2 separate regions of the Oryctolagus cuniculus genome follow, and region 1 is linked to region 2. Evidence: chromatin contacts called from public Hi-C data. All regions are on one chromosome and are shown on one strand. Each heading gives the region's core, a stretch centred on a gene start, on an enhancer-like site or on the middle of the called end of the contact. The rest is flanking DNA. Distances are from core to core; before and after follow the strand shown.

Region 1 (3,456 bases), core at 838-3,337, 120 kb before region 2:
CTGACCTTCTGGCTGGCCAAGAAAATATGCTTTTGGGTCAGGTCATGTCTACCCTGTGCCTGCCCCCTGAAAAGCAAAGATTTTTTGCTTTTTAAAATCTTCCCCAGCCCAGGGTGTCAGGAATAACATGTGAATACATAGGGAAAAGCAATCATTCTTAAGAAGGTTAAGGGCTACATTTTAAACAATGCACATTAACTTTAGCACCAACTTCCCAAACCTCTAACTTCTCATTTTCTGTAGGGCTTAGAAAGGGAATAGGTGATAATGTTCTTAGAAAAGCTTTTGGCTTCTTTCAAATTTGAGCTTTTTCAGCTCCATATAAATAACAGATCCTCGTGGAGCTGGCTGGTTAATAAACACTGACCTAAGCAACAGGCAGAGAGCCCCCCCGTGAAGCTTGTGGTCCACAAGAGAAGTTCACTCGCTCACGGTTTTGCAGGCCACCAGAGGAGCCCTGCGAGAGCTCAGTTCTGCAGGAAGCAGCAGCTTTCACAGCAGGTGGGACCCAGCTGGCACCAGGGCCAGAGGCCTGGAGGCTGCTCCCTCTGACCCCGGGGCATGGCTCTTCGAACGAGCACACCCTTCAAGTCCTCTGCTATGTACTCAAAGGGCGGCAGAAAGGCATCTTGGCTGGGACCCTCTTAAGTAAGGAAAGCGGCACAGGTCTTCACAAAGCTCTGGGGCCTGGACTTTAATCCAGTCACTGACATCAGGTATTAAGGTGAAAACCGCCCACTCCAATCAACACGCAGAGAGAAGCAAGGTCACAGATGAGGGAGGGGAAAAAGGGCTCACTCCCAGCTGGCTGCTCACCCTTCTGCTCCCGGGGGCAGCTGCTTGTCTCCCGCACTGGGCTCTGGAGCATCGTCTTCGTCGGAGGAGCCAGCGCTGGAAGACTCCTCATCACTGTCGGCGAGGCAGTACGCCCTGGGCCTGCAACTGAACAGGGGGACAGTCAGCACTGCAGCCTGCCTGTGGCCCGAGCTCTGCTTACAAAGAGCACACACACGCACACTCAACCACAACGGGCCAAGACATCACAGCTGCTACACGTTGGCATCCGCTCCACCCCACCACCAAAGGGGCTCCATCCGAGAGTGCAGGACGGCGCGCGGCCCCTGGGGCTCCACACAGAACGCAGTGATTTCGTCAGGAGCACAGCTGGGACCGAGTGGGAGGCGGATGGGAAGAACGATGGTTGCAGGGGTGAGGTGACGGCGATGAGGGGGTTGTGACCACGTCTCGCTGATGAGGGAGATGTTCAGGCGAGTCCCTGGACCTCGGCTGAGTTCAATGACTGGGAGGCTTTCTGGCTCAGTTCCGCCCCGACTTGGTTTTGACTCAACTCCTTCCTAATGAAGGAGGCGTCTTACCCCGCCCCTGCCCTTTGTCTCCTGAGGACCACTGAGAGCACCAGCAGCCACAGGCAAAGTCTCAGGGATTCCAGGAGGCAGCTGATACAAGAACCCAGGAAGCTGCTTAGAGAAGGCCCCAGTTGTGAAGCCCGTGCTTTCACGAAGGGGACTGAGGCCTCAGCGCAGAGCAATGTCGCTCCTCCTCCCCCCACGGAGGAGGCTGTTTCTGAGGGCACAGGGCATCGGGGCTGTCTGGAGGGTGAGTGGTCGAGGTTCCTCTCTGAGGGGCTCCGGGGGCTTCCTGGCCAAACCTTGGCACCACCAAAGGTGGCTCCCTTCCTGGACTGTGGCATTGTATCCGAGAGAATGTTCAAGGCCCAGTCTCTGAGGCTGGGGGCCTTAACTGGGGCAGAGTGAACAAGGCACAGAATAGCTTCTGGACACATCGAGCAACCAAATGTCACTTAGCAGAGACTGGCTCTCGTATCTCGGACAAGGACAAAATTGGCTGGGCAGAAGGCAGCAGGGCCCAGGCCCTCTTCCTCTGCAGCTGCCCTCTTTTGGTTTCTGCTGATGCCCCGGGCCACCAGAAGCCCACGGGGGCAGTCAACTTCTGACCAGTGGGGCCTAGGACACCCAAGGGCAGAGAGGACGAGCAGCGTGGGCATGCAGGCCGGACAGCGGCCCCCGTCGCAAGCTGGGAGGGCAGGGCTGCAACACGAGCCCGGCTGTAAGAGGATCTGCCCAGTGGCGTGCTGGCAGTACACATGGATCCTCCCTGACTTCGGCTCTTGCACCGTTAGAGCCACAGCCAACAGCTAAAGGGAAACTCCCTCTGCAGTCCCTGGCCCCAGACCCTCTTCCTTCTTGCCTCGGAGGCCTGGCTAGTCCAGGAGCTGCTTTTGTGCCTTTACTGGTCCTAGGGCCATTTCTGAGTGCTCTGTGGATGGACAGCCCTCACAGAGCTCCTGTATTTTAAAGTATGCATTGCAAAGCGTGATTCTCTGGAAAGCTCCAACTGGGTCTTGGGATGAAGACCATCAGAGCTGAGAACCACCAAGGATGACACAGGCATGTGAGAAACGCTTCTCACTTCTCCATCACTGAATTGCCTGTGCTCCCGCTCTCACACAGCCAGGTGTGGAAGCTGCCCTGACAGCACAGGTGCCTTGTGCCCTCATCCACACAGCCCGCAGACTGCCTGAAAGACTTAGGATCCTGGCAAGCCACTGCCCCGAGTGTCCCCACAGGTCCGTGGCCTCTGGCAGCTCAGATCTAGGCTGGGGATGCCAAAGGCTGTGCACTGCAGTGAGCTGTCAGGTTCTCAAACAAATTCTCTGTAGGAAGAGTGAGGATAGATTCTGTAGCTTGCAGTGAATAATTCAGACCATGCTGTATCAGTAAAGGCAGAGCAAATCATGTGAAATTCTGATTCTGACCAAATGGTATCTCTGCTCTCTGCACTGTAGCTGTGTAATACGGTATCCAATACTTACTAACGAAACACGTAGCTAAACACGTGGCAGATACTCAGCTTGATAACAACTGCATTTTATGATCTCAACCTTATGATGTCAGCAAGGACTTCAGAAAAACAGGGAGAAGATGTGCTAGGAGGTGATGAGTGGAACCTCAGGATCCCACAGGAGTGTGCTGGCCTTTCAAATGAGCCACCTCAAAAGGTTTCAGCTATGCTGCCTCTGCGGAAAAGCTTTTGGGAAATGTGTTTAGAATCAGATACGTGAGAAACACTGCGTTGTTTTATCACTGATATTCTGCTTGGGCACAACATTTTAGTTCTTGGTTGCATAATCATCATCGACTTGGATGCTTTCCAGCAATTTCCCTAAGATCCAAACCATCTACAAAGCAGGACGGTTTGCTGTCACTCAGGATGGTTAAAAGCACCTCGGGCTCCAGGGGCAATTCTGGAGCAGCCCCGAAACGCTGGACGTGAAGAATGGGTGACTGCATCAAGCAGCCCTGTGAGGGGTCCGCTTTGAGGGGGCCACACCCATGAGACTGGTTCCATGTGTCTGCCGCAGACACACAGGTGCATATATCCATGACCTAGACCAAGTCACGGGGTAAACCACAA
Region 2 (3,147 bases), core at 521-3,020:
GGAACAAAATCCTCACCCCTTTTCGCTCCATCGTATCTACAGTGCAGAGCAGCTAGTGGCACACAGCAGACTCTCAGTACAGAATATTTCTCTCTGACTCCAGGAGTCTCTTTCTCTCCAAACATCCTCTACGTCTGTTGTCTGAAAGCCTGATCGTCCTGCGTCTTCCCCGCACGCACGCTGACGGCACCACCAGGAACAGTGCCTGTCCCATCTTCTCACCCACGGCCTCCCCGGGCTCTTCAAGCCCCCAACACTCAGCCCCAAACAACCCTGCACTTACTTTTCCCTCCCGCTGGGTTACCAGCACGCGCTGATCTGAGTCAAGGGCAGTCCCAAGCCCTCTGCACCCCTCTCCCAGCCTTCCCTGACCCCTCAGAGACTCAGAGCAGGAAAGAAATCCCACGACAAAAATCTCACTTCCCATACACGTGGACCTCGGGCCAATTCTGGGGAACACGGGAATAGTGAGTGCATGGGTTGGGTAAAAACCGAACGAGGGCTCCGACTCTTCCAGCAGAAACCTGCGGGGTCACTGCACTCCGACGCTCACCAGCCTGCAGTCCGCAGACTCTCCGTACCCCTGGGGTGCAAGTCACCTGCAGCTTACAGCCGGCTCTGCTAAATCCCTTCGTGAGCATCGTCAACACACAGAAAAACTTCCTTTCTCTCCAGTCCCGGGCAGGGCAGCGGAGGTGTGCAGAGGCTCCGTCCCTGCCCTCAAGGAGCCCACGCTTTCCCTTCAACTCTTAAAAATAAAAAATAGTGCGGGCGTCCCCTACGCAGTGTCCACAGAGCGCAGTGGTGACAAAGTAAGCACTTCCTAGCTCCGGAGAAACGGCAAGGGTGGAAAGCAGACTTTGCCCTTGCATTGGATGCCCGGTAACCATAACAACCGGTGGTGTCAGTAACTATCAACCCACCGCCGGGCTAAGTTGTCCAAAAATCCTGTTCCAAGAGGGGAACTCCCTCGCCGCGCCCGTGTGCGCGCGCGGTGCCGCGGCTCTCGGGTCTGGGCTCCCGGGCCAGCACCCGGCGCTCCCCGCAGGGCACCCGGCGTTAGGCCTCAGCCCAATGTCACTTGTTCACCTCCCGATCCCCTGCGTTTCGGCTCGCCGCCGCCCCCTGCCTTCGGACCACCTGCCTTCTTCCAGGAGTCGGGGGGGAAAGACCCAGGCGAAGACCACCGCGGCGCACGCAGCCGCGGCTCTCAACTTCCAGGCGCGTCGCAGGTGCCCCAGGGGGCCGGCACCCACCCGGGGCCCCGTCCACAAAACCGCGGTCTGTCTTCCCACTAGTTTGCGTGTGGAGGGTGCTGCGGGGACCGAGCCCCGCGACGACGGGCAGCGGGACGCGCCGGCAGGCACCTGCGGCCGGGGTCATGCCCGACCCGCTCGTCAGGGCCCTGAGGGAAGGAAGGGTTCGCCCGGGGCGTCGCAGGTGGGCGTCCCCGTCAAGGCCGGAGCCTTGACAGCCGAGTGAGGGGCCGGCCCCCCGCGCCCCGCAGCGCCAACGGCCGCGGGAACCCAGCCGGTCCTCTGAAGAGGACCCTGCGGAGTCGGGCCCCCGAGTCCGGGCCTTGCCCGCTGGGCTTCTCCCTGGACCGCCCCACCCGACGCAGGCACGCTCACCCCGGATCCGCTGGCCGCTTCATGGTACTGCGCCGGCGCCCGTGCTCCACGGCCGCCGCGGCTCCGGCTTCGACTGGGGCTCGGGCTCCGGCCGCCGTCCTGCCGCCCGCCCGCCCCCGGGCACCGGCCGCCCCGCCCCGCCGGCGGACCCGCCCCGCGCCCGCCGCCGCCGCCGCCAACCACAGGGCAGCGTGGGCGGAGCTAGACGCTCGCCAGGCCCGACCAATCCAGCCCCTACCGGGCGCCAAGGACCGGCCGCGGAAATGGGCGGGCGATTCGTCAGGGCTGTTAAAGGAGCCGCTGCCCACCAGGCTGGGGAGTGGGGCGGCGAGGGGGTCACCGAAGGGAGACCCGAACGGGAGGGATAAAATCGCTTCTCTCCCAAGAGGGCACCGACACTGCCCCCAGCTCTTTGCGCTTAATTTCCTCTTCTTACAGCTAAGCAACAAGTGCCCCAGACCGATTGGAAAACAGGCTCTGAGAACCAAGGACATCCGGCTTGGGCAAATTCACTCCGATTTGGGTTTTAAAGGGTAGTCAGACAGATCTATCCGCCCCCCCCGCCCCCCCCCCGCCCCGGCTGATTGCAGAAATGTGCTTCAAAAAACAAATTCCCAGCCTCCCGCCCGCGCCGTCCAGTCCCTAACTGGCCCTGTTGCTAGTTCTTAGAGCTGGGGACGCATCCAGCGTAGACCAGTTTTAGGCGGTACCCGAGGCGCAGGATGGGCCTCCTTGGGTGGCAGTGCCCATCCAAGCACTTAGCACCCGTGAGCACCACCCAGGCACACCCTTTGCCTTCTGGGGCGGTGAATCCTGTATTTCACCGTGTCTGGATGGCCTGGGGAAATGTGTATTTCTCAACACCACTCTCCCAGGTGGTTCTGATGGAGGTGCTAAACGGCCACTCTCAGAAGTGTATTTCTGGTCTGTCATACTCAGGGAGTTCAAATCCAACTGCCAAAAACAAACTAAACTCCTTTTAATCCTCTAAACGAAGTGGTTGGGAGGCTGGAGATCACCTTTTGAGAAACTGAGGACGCTTGCTTGATTGCACCTGCTGAGGACTGATTTTAGAGGGACCCTGGACCCAGGTGAAGCTTGAAATTTGGAGGAGGAAGGGCCAGGTTGAGATCTGGAGCTGCAGGAAGCCAGTCTTGTTCTCTGACTAGTGAGACAGCACATAAAACACACCCTTGCCTGTCATCATCACCAGGCCCAGGCACAACCCCACCTGCTGGTGCCACGTTCCAATGCTGCCAACCCTGCTCACCCTCCTGGCCTTGTTCCTCTTCTCCTCCCAGTGTCCCAGGCACCTGGGTGACCCGGGAGTCACTGCCCTCACACCTGAGGTCAGCCTCCTCCCACCTGAACCTCACCTACACAGATCTTGGCTCTTGGAGCGGCATCCATGCCACAACCCTCCCCCTCCCCCGCTGTGATATCTGATGGGCCCTCTGCCAGGGACAAGCTCCCCCCCCCCCCCATGCAGATTGATCAGCCTCATCAGGGTCGAATC

Evidence for each region. Hi-C and Micro-C count contacts between places; a contact is called where the count stands out from the background.
Region 1: a Hi-C map of psoas muscle shows a contact between it and region 2, with 5 times the contacts expected there. The contact joins the enhancer-like site here to the promoter of TEX2 in region 2. A contact is called at or near these places in 3 of 6 Hi-C or Micro-C datasets (ear pinna, psoas muscle and skin fibroblasts).

The regions. Positions count from the first base shown.
Region 1 is chr17:14,531,497-14,534,952 of mOryCun1.1, reverse strand. It overlaps TEX2 (testis expressed 2), which reads right to left. Exons shown (of 12, transcript XM_070060475.1): 9 at 817-936. Among named protein-coding and RNA genes, the nearest start is that of ERN1, 21 kb to the left of the region's middle. Within about 2 kb of position 2,087, at least 1 of the 8 cell types and tissues checked has an H3K27ac peak or open chromatin away from gene starts, as enhancers often do.
Region 2 is chr17:14,415,675-14,418,821 of mOryCun1.1, reverse strand. It overlaps TEX2 (testis expressed 2), which reads right to left and starts at 1,770. Exons shown (of 12, transcript XM_070060475.1): 1 at 1,632-1,770.